Regions from separate parts of the Mus musculus genome. Here region 1 is linked to region 2. The links are chromatin contacts, called in public Hi-C maps. All regions are on one chromosome and are shown on one strand. Each heading gives the region's core, a stretch centred on a gene start, on an enhancer-like site or on the middle of the called end of the contact. The rest is flanking DNA. Distances are from core to core; before and after follow the strand shown.

Region 1 (4,432 bases), core at 1,639-4,138, 120 kb after region 2:
TAAAGAAAATAATAAAAATATATTTTAAAAAATGGGTGATTTTGCTCAGAACTTCAAAATAAAAAAAGGACACACTTAAATTATGAGCCAACAGAAATTATTATCCTCTCAACTGAATTTGTTCTCTTCCTGTACTTTTGCAATAAGAGAGCATAAGCTGATTGCCTGGAAACAAGCCCCTCCCCTGGAAGCATTCAGGCATGGGCTAGATATCTCTTAGGCATGTCTAGACAGCAAAACCAAGAACATCACCTCATATTCAAGGCAAAGTCTCTACATGGTTCCATGAAGACATAAGCCTGAGAATCAGCTGCTTCTGCACCTAAGTCTACCTTGTACTTCTTTGGCTGTGAATGTGGTCACTCTTTAACAGAAGAGCCTCCCTTGTCTCTTTCACTGGATTTCAACACCTGTAATTTGGTGTCATGGTTATCATGGTACACTTGATTAGAAAGGATTCTTGTAGAAAGGTCTTTCTTATATGGATATACCAATTATGGAAGTTTCCAGGGAAAATGTATGTGATGAATTTACAGATGCATGGATGGAAACACTCTCCAGAAATGTACTCGCCAAACCATACTGCAAGTTCTTGTCTCAAAAACACAAATACTATCATTTGAGGGCCTTACTCTTAATCATCATTATACAGAAGAAGTATGTCTAGACAATGGACTGTGAGATCCCAACTTAAAGCGTTTCCCCCAAGCTTGTTTTCCCTGACCTCTAAAAATACAACCAGAAAGAAGCTCTTTGTTCTCTATAGCCAGCAAAAAGCCTTTTTGTTTCTATACCTTACAACCAGAGATGCAATAATTGTAAAAAGACCTAGCCAGGTGCTTGCCTGGCTCCCTGTGCCAAGGACACGGAGATAAACTCCACAAAGAAGAGCTACAACTCACTCCCCACTCCTCATGCCTTGTAATTTTACCAAGGCCACCCGCCACAGAAGAACTGTAGCCAAACTCCTCCCAAATCCTCCCAATTCCTCACTCTTTCCTTTAAAAGCCCCCTACTGATACTGCTCTGGGTCGAACTCCCCTGCCCTGTGCAGTGGTTTTGCATCAGGTGTGGTTTTCTCTCGAGTTATTGAGGTACCAGCTCATTCTGGGACTTGAGCGGAGGTCTCCCCAGTTTCGGGGGTCTTAAATGTGGGGGCCTTACAGGACAATAAGCACATCAGTGTTCAGATATTAGCATGAAGGAGGTTGGCAGTATGGGGGTGGGTGTATTACACAATTCCATTAGCTAGAGATAGCGACATCCTAGCTTAAGGCACCACCTCTTCAAACAGAAGTTATTTTCTCCAGTTCCAAATACAATACCTTAAACTTTTGTACTTCTTGCCAAAAAAGAACTCCATTTTCCAATAAATCTCCTTTCAGGGCCACAAACCGTTGAAATTGCCTTGCAATGACTGGATTCAATAATGCTTTACGGAAAGCAATAATCTCACAGGATGAAGATATCCACTTACTCTCCACAGGCTGTCCAAATAATACAGGAAATCAGACATGTTCCAAAAGTAGCAATCAAGTCCTTAATTAAACTAAAACCACCAACTCCCATTTTTTTTTGATTTGGCTACTGAAATGTGTGCTGTGGATGTAATAGAATTTGACAGCTTTCCCCTCAGACTCTGCATTTTTGTCTCTCTTTTTCCCCTCCCCCTCCAATGGCCCCATTACTTTTAGAAAAATTACTGGCTGACTTACATGTAACTATATTGTTAAAAATTTTTAATAGTCATTACAGTTTGGGGCCAGTGAGAAAAGAGAACAGAATAATCAGGATGCTATTGTTAGATATAGTTACAATGTGACTTATGGTGATTTACATTGTTACATTGTTACATTGTGATTTATTGTGCTTGCATTATTTTTACTACTTCTTTTATTCTTTGGATTATAATAGTTTTAAGAAAAATCAACAATTCTATCATTTAAGTTGAAGATTTACTTTAACTCTATCCTGGTAAGATTATGCTTTTATATGGAATGCTTTTAACCCATTTTAAATGAATAGTTATATTGCTTCTTAACATATTCATGTTGCAATGTTAGGAATGGAAGTCAGTGCCTCGCGCATGTAAGGCAAGTGCTCAACCACTCCACGTCACCCGTGGATACCAACAATCATTTTATTGTTTTGACACAGAACGTCATTCTGTAGCCCTGGCTGGCCCAGAACTCACTATGAAGACCAGGCTGGCCTCACCTTCGCCTGCCTCTGATTCTTGAGTGCTGGGATATTTTTGTTTTCTTCTTAATAATGAAATTCTTCTGACTGAAGATTTATTTTATACATCATAAAATCTACAAGTGCCCATGATATTTTAATAATGCTTAAAGATATTTTATCTACATCTATTTTATACTGTAGCAATTTTGGAGCAAACTTTAAAAAATATTTTACTCAATTCAAGTCACATATTCAACCTCTTTTACCCTCTTAATTTCAAAAAGCAAATAGGTTTTATTAAATTTACCAAATGTATATATTGAAAATAGATTTGAATCCTGTTGGGATTCCCCAGAGTCACTGTCATTAAGTAGGCAACGATGCAAGGACACAGTGCTCCCAAAGTACCATTGTAGCGGGACAAATAAATTATAGCAGTGACTAAATGCCATTACTGACAAGGCATTAAATAAGTTCTTGGAACGAACTGCATGTGACCATCAGTACAAATGTTGGACACAGTTTTGCAAGAAGTACCCTAGGAACTTGAGGGAGGAAAGAGTAATGAATTCCGCCTGGAGAGGGGTAGCCTGCGCTGCAGCTGAAAGGGAAAAGCACCAGGCCGTGGTGAGTGGTGGCCATTAACCCAAGCGCAGGCATAGATGCCTGTCACTCCTTAGCAAGGCAGAGCCATGCTCTCTGCACAAACACTTAAGACTCTTAGCATCTGCTCCGCATTAAGATTACAACCCTATAAATAGGAACAAGTATGGATTAAAGTGGGATGTTTATTTAAAACCCACTCAACAAAGACTGTTTTAAGGCCTGATTCTTAAGACACTAAAACTTAGCCATTTAACTAAAACCTGTAATTTAAATAAATAGAAAATAATGCAAAATATAGATCATAATAATATAAAATATATGCTCATTATACTTAGTATTTCAATAAAAATATAACAAAAACAAACCTTTCAAAAGATCGCCTCCCTTCAAGAGGCAGCCGGGAAGAGAGCTTCCTGGCAGACCCAAGCATCCTCTGACTTTAGGAGAAACCTTTATCTTTGCTCTAATTTGAACGAACCACCTAGGCCTCAGTTTTCATGACCCAGAGGGTAACCCTCTGGAGCCTGCAGACTCACTAACAGGACTATGCTCATCATACTTGCTAAAAGCACAATAAGCCATTATACAAAAGCATCCCATTACAGCGATTTTAATCATCTACAAAATCACAGTTGCTGTAGTTGCTTTCAAGCTAAGCTATAATTTGAAGTTCAAGGGTGGGGGTTGGGGGGGATAAGAATGATGTAATTCACTGGTGCCTCTTGTGACATGTTCTTTCTATATAATCCACTCTCCTGATAAGTAAATGACCACGTGCTGTAAGCACAGCTCGTGTGACAAACCCAGGCTTTCATGACTAAATAGACATATATATGTCCCCAGTGCTGGGGACCAAACCTGGGGCCTCAAGGGAAAAGCACACGTTTAAAGGTCAGCCGTATGCTCCATGGTTGAGAGGGCAGGAGCTCTGAGGAACAGGGCACACTTCCACAACCGGCCTGCAGAAGGAGGTTTAGATAATGATGGTCAGGGACAAGTCGGGGGCGGGGAGCACCACTGGGGTGGGGAGAGCACGTGTGTGTGTGTGTGTGTGTGTGTGTGTGTGTGTGTGTGTGTGTGTGAGTGTGTGTGAGTGTGTGTGAGTGTGTGTGTGTGTGTGCGCGCACGCGCGCATGTAATACTTTGTTTGAGGGAGTAGAATTTATAAGAGGAAGAATATAATTACTTGCCTTCCAAACTCCAATTTTCCTGTCGTGCCTCTGCAGTAACAGCTCATCCGCTATGTCTTTCATCTGTGTCTGAAGCAGAACCAATTATTTTATCAACATATTCAGAATTGTGTTTTAACAGCTAAGAAACAAGGCAAAGGTTAGGTTAGATAGGGAAGGAAGGACCTACAGTCAGTGTTTCAGGCGGCTCCTCATCGAGACCATCACTAAGTGCACTGCTCTGAATGTAGGCAACAGAGTGCATGTAGAACTGTCCTCATGCCAAAATGGAAGCCATAGAGGGCATGACAGCTGGTGCTGTCCAGCCATTTTGTATTTCCCGTAAGTGAAGAGAGCCATGATTCACGGGACACAGAAGGGTGTCTTCCACACACATGGGTTCCTCTATAGATGCAATAACCTCAGATGCAAAATGTCCAAATAAGAAAACTCAGTCTGTATCAAGCATGTATAGG
Region 2 (4,854 bases), core at 493-2,992:
TTTCTTCACCTATCTAAGAGATCTGAGCTGACTGTCACAGGCTGTCTCCATCCTTGTCCTGACTCCCTTTTGGCCCCAAGATTCCATACTCTTCCCAGAAGGAAAAGCTCTGGCCACTGTCTAACTTCCTCTGGTAGAAAGCTTTCGTGATGTCTTACTGACTAACCTCCACTGGGCTGAGGACGGCAATAGTTTCATGTGCTGTCTGCCTCTCCTACTCCCAGGTAAACGTCTTCCCTACTCCTACTCTCAGTTGCCCTAATACTAGCCATCTTGGGCCCCCGGGACCCAATCCAGACTAATACCTACTCCCTCCAGAGCTGCCAACATTTCTGGACTTTTCAGAGTTTACAATGAATGGCTCCAGCTGGGGTAAAGTGACTTCCTTTCCTCCAAGGGTTCAAGAGCCTGTCTATGTCACAGAATATACAAGCTGTCCTATAATGCCTGGTCCCAACATACCAGATGTGTGCCAGGAAGAAGAGAAACAAGCAAGTTTCAATGTCACCATTTCAAATTGGTCCCCAGAAAGTATTTAAAATTGCCACATGTAACTCAGTGCCTTACTGAGGTTGTTATATAATAATTGAAGCCCACAGTGAGGACTGCAGTTCTAGCTGCACAGATTTTTCTTTAGATAAGCACTCTGTTAATGAGAATTTATTTATAGCATGTCTTTGGTTGACCAAACACTTTACCTCCTTTTTTATTCTCCATATTAACAGTATTGGTGTTAAATTTTAGTGGCTACCCAGCAAGAACCTTTATACCACCTTCTCTCAGGGCTCCCCACCTAGAAACAATCAGAACAGGACAGTAAACAACTGAGAGTTCCAAGGGCAGGAGAAATGCGTTTCCCCTAAATGCGCCCCCTTTTTGCCCTGTTGGGGACACGAGTGTTATGAAGCACTTGAAAGCCCAAAGACTTCTGTAGCTACTTCAAGCTATGTGGCTCCAAGTCTGTGAGGCCACCAGGGCTTTTGCACGCGCTTTAATTTATGTTTGGAAACTGTGGGCCTGCAGAATTGGCACAGGCTTTGCTTACACATGCCAGATCCACCTCACTTCCCCGAATGCCACACACACTTCTGTGCCCTAGAGCCTACCTGGGAAAAGACGGCTACCTCCATGTCCCAGTTCTGCCACGGTCCCCTAAGCCCTGGCTCTTCCACCCACCAAGGGAACTGCTGCCCAGCTGAACTGATGCTGTTGTGCTGAGTCCACCTCTATTTTTCACACCAGGAGGAAGGGGAGGAGCTGGAGCTTTCAGAATCCCAACAGAACAGGCCTATACTAGTTAGATCAAGAGCAAACGAGGAGGTACACTTGTGGAGTCCCTTGGACATCAAACCTGCTACCAGAAGTTGGGTTTTTATTTGGGACTTGCAGATTGACAGATTCAAGTTTAATTGCTTCCTGGTTTGATTATCTGCTCTGACAAGAAAAGCTGGCCCCAAGCACTGTGCAGGTCTCACTTGTAGATACCCCAGCAGCATGGTGTCCTAGCTTAAACCTATACCACTACTGTGAACAACAACAAAAGCAACAAGCCTGCATTGTGTGATAAGCTGCCATCAAAATAGATTAGTAGCAAGTGCCCTTGATTCCAGGGCAAGTCAGAAGAGGAGAAGAAAGCACTCAGTAGTTCCTTGTTTCTTCAGGACAGGCCTCCCACAGCTTAGAGCATGGAAACCGCTGCGAGGCCCCACTCAGGCCTGGCTCAGTCCACAGTGTGTGCCCCACCCACAGTGCCCTCCTGCCTCCTCCACTCACTTCATCACATTATAGCACTCTCCGTGTGGCCACCTACTCCACAGGCCCGTTGCCAACAGACAGTTCTTGAGATCGGTTTCCACTACCCAAAGCCTTAGAGTAGAGAGCATGACAGTAAGTAATTTAACAGTTATGGGACTTGGCCTCCTAAAGCCCTGAGAAGCTGCCTCCCTCCAGCCAGATTTACAGACGATGGGATTGCTGTTCATCTTCAGAGCCTCTGTTCTCAATACTATTATTAGTACAAAGCAGGAGCCCATGGCACCTGGTGGTCAGTGAGCTGTCTGAGGGTGGCTGGTACCATTGTAGTCTGGGACTGGACTGGAGGCAAGTGACCTGACGAATCCTTCTCTAACAGGCAGGATATACCACTTTGTCTTAGAGTGAGTCTTTTCTGGCTGTCCCAGTAGTGCGTCTATCAAAGCCACTGCAATTGGAGCCTTCAGTAAATACAAAAAGGCAGAAATCAAGGGAGTTTCACTGAGGTACCTCTTTACACTAAAGGGGACAGAAGCGAGCACCCCATGTGGGTATTATCATCTATAAAGGGCATGTTCCTTACATAGGTTAGGTCTGACACATGATAGGGAAATGGAGGAAGATCCTAAATGAGGCAGACACCTACCCCCAACCCAAGTCAATAGCAGCTATCATGAAAGCCACACTTGGAAAAGGGCTTCCCAGCAGAAACATTGGCAACAATTTGCTGTACTTCCAATTACTTACCTGAGCTCTTAGGTGCAGACATAAGGACCGGGAAGTCAAAGCTACCCTTGCCTCTGTAATGACTCAGAAACACTCCACAAACCACTGCGAAACAAAGACTCCAAGCCCAGGGCTTGTTGCTCGTTCAAGTGGAGAGCAGACAAGCCCGCCATCCTTCAGCTGAAGGATTCTTCTCAACCACTGACAGCCCAGTTGCCTAGGCTGCTTTCTAGCACTCCTGCGTGACACTGTGCTTAGGAGCACAGACACACTGGGCCACTGGAAGCTGTTGTCTCCCTCAGTCCATCACTTCTTTAGGCTGGGGTAGTATTACCCTAGGCTGTCGCCTCTGGCAAATTCCTAATCTGCCAATTCATAAACTTAAATGTCTCTGTTAAAAACCAAGTGGCTGCAACCTGTGAAAAGCCATGCCCTTGGATATGATCTGAAGGAACTAGTCTTTTATTTCAGTGTATTTTGCTCAATGAAGTGTTGCTTGAAATTAGCAGGTCATTAACGGAGACCTGGAAATCTCCTTTTACCCCCAGAGACTTTGAATTGGTGCCATTTGGAATAATGGGATTTGACATGCACTAAAATCTCTACCAAGGGGTTGTACATTTGCATTATTCCTGCCAGGGTCAGTCTGAAAACAAGGAGCTGTCAGGAATTATAAATACAATCTCTGCTGAGTTGAGGAGCCCTCTGCTGTGTGGTGAAGTCAGGACCCACAAGCCCTTTCCTGACCTTTTCAATAACCCCTGAAGTTAGACAATGAATGGGTGGCAGAGGGACGCCTTTCATTTGTAACCTGCCTTCAGTTCACTCCAATGGTAAATCAGCACAGCAGTGTGTGAGGCAGGCAGTGGTGTCCTGGCTACTCTGAAGTCAAGAGTACAGCCAAACCTCAAATCAAGTCAGAAATACTGTTTTTTCAATATTAGCAAGGAACCTGTTTGATAAACTGCATAAGCAAATAACTCAAACTCCTTGGACTCAAATCCCGGCCCAGCCACTCAATAGTTGTGCGGCCTTGGGAAAATCCCTCAACCTCTTGGCCTTACTAATAGGATTGTAAGGATTAAATGACCTCACATGGATGGAGGCCTTTGTACAATGCTCAGTTCATAAACACTTAATAGGCAAGCCATAACAAAAATAATCTGTCAATAATTACTTTCATTAAATATTAGCAGTGATAATGTTGAATTATTAGAAAATAATTGTTTTAAGTTGGGAGAAGAGAACTAGGTCAGTGAATAGGAGTGCCTGCCGTGGAATCCTAAGGACCTCAGTTGAAATCCCCAGTAGCCCTGTAAAATAGCAGGGCATAGCTACTAACTATAGCCCAACAAAGGGGAGGGACAAGCAGATAGATCCTGGGCGCTCATTGGCCCACCAGCCTAGCCCAAACCACAAGCTTCAGAAGCTATGGACTCCCTGTCTCAAGGAAGTAAGGCAGGAAGCACTAGAGGAAAGCACCTCCACAGGTACCCTTCTCCACACCCACACAGTCAAGTCTATTAGGCTATGCAGGCTCTCATGACAATGCTCTCTCCCAAACCTGTGCCCTTCTTTCTGCAGAAAAGCGCACGGGTAACACTCTGGAATAGTCTCGAACGTCTAGGTCCTAGCTTGTGAACCAAACCCAATCTCAGCATTGTTTATGAGGAACCCTCTAGTATAGCTGTCCCTCAGCGTACTTAGATTATAAGTAAATAAGACCGCCTAAGGAGGGTAGAGAGTCATTTCACTCTAGGGCAAACTGAGCTCCAGACTAAGAGTATCTAAGCTCTGTCCTCACTGAACGCTTTTGTTATTTCAGGTGCAATTGCTGGGATAGTTGATCAGCCAATGCAGAACTTTCAGAAAACATCTGAGACCCAGGCTTCAGCAGGACATAAGGCCAAAGGTGTCATCTCAGGCGTGGGGAAAGGAATCATGGGGGTATTCACCAAACCCATTGGGGGAGCTGCAGAACTTGTGTCACAGACTGGCTACGGTGAGTAGGTTTAAGAAAAATAAACAATCAGGCCAACTCAATAATGTGCATTCCTACTTGGGTCCTCTGAATCTAGCCTTTCACATGGGCACAAGGTGAGACAGCAAATGAATAAACAATAGCTCACTTTTCTGTATCCCAGTGTTTACTTACAGAGTATGAACACTACCAAGCAGTAACATCAATGAGTAATTTCAGATATTCCATGCCAGTTTTTTACAGTGCAATTAATAGATTTTAATTTAAAATATTTATTTATTTTGTTAATAAAAATAACAAGTTAGAAATTCCAAACAGCATGGTAACAGAAAAGGATGATTACTCTCTTCTGGGATAAATTGGGGTGGACAGACCTTCCTAAGTCAGAAGGACAT

What was found. Hi-C and Micro-C count contacts between places; a contact is called where the count stands out from the background.
Region 1: a contact with region 2 is called in a Hi-C map of rod photoreceptor, with 2.4 times the contacts expected there. The contact joins two enhancer-like sites. A contact is called at or near these places in 2 of 39 promoter capture datasets (frontonasal cranial neural crest and macrophages), 1 of 484 Hi-C or Micro-C datasets (rod photoreceptor), 2 of 115 datasets of contacts at active chromatin or transcription factors (both in embryonic stem cells) and 1 of 9 other capture datasets (pancreatic islet).

What each region holds. Positions count from the first base shown.
Region 1 is chr15:36,039,228-36,043,659 of GRCm38.p6, forward strand. Rgs22 (regulator of G-protein signalling 22) reads right to left here. Exons shown (of 28, transcript NM_001195748.1): 20 at 3,978-4,046; 21 at 1,326-1,487. Among named protein-coding and RNA genes, the nearest start is that of Rgs22, 99 kb to the right of the region's middle. Within about 2 kb of position 2,889, at least 6 of the 459 cell types and tissues checked have an H3K27ac peak or open chromatin away from gene starts, as enhancers often do. A contact at or near this core is called in rod photoreceptor, where this site is marked.
Region 2 is chr15:35,918,884-35,923,737 of GRCm38.p6, forward strand. It overlaps Vps13b (vacuolar protein sorting 13B), which reads left to right. Exons shown (of 62, transcript NM_177151.4): 59 at 4,304-4,480. Among named protein-coding and RNA genes, the nearest start is that of Cox6c, 17 kb to the right of the region's middle. Within about 2 kb of position 1,743, at least 15 of the 459 cell types and tissues checked have an H3K27ac peak or open chromatin away from gene starts, as enhancers often do. A contact at or near this core is called in rod photoreceptor, where this site is marked.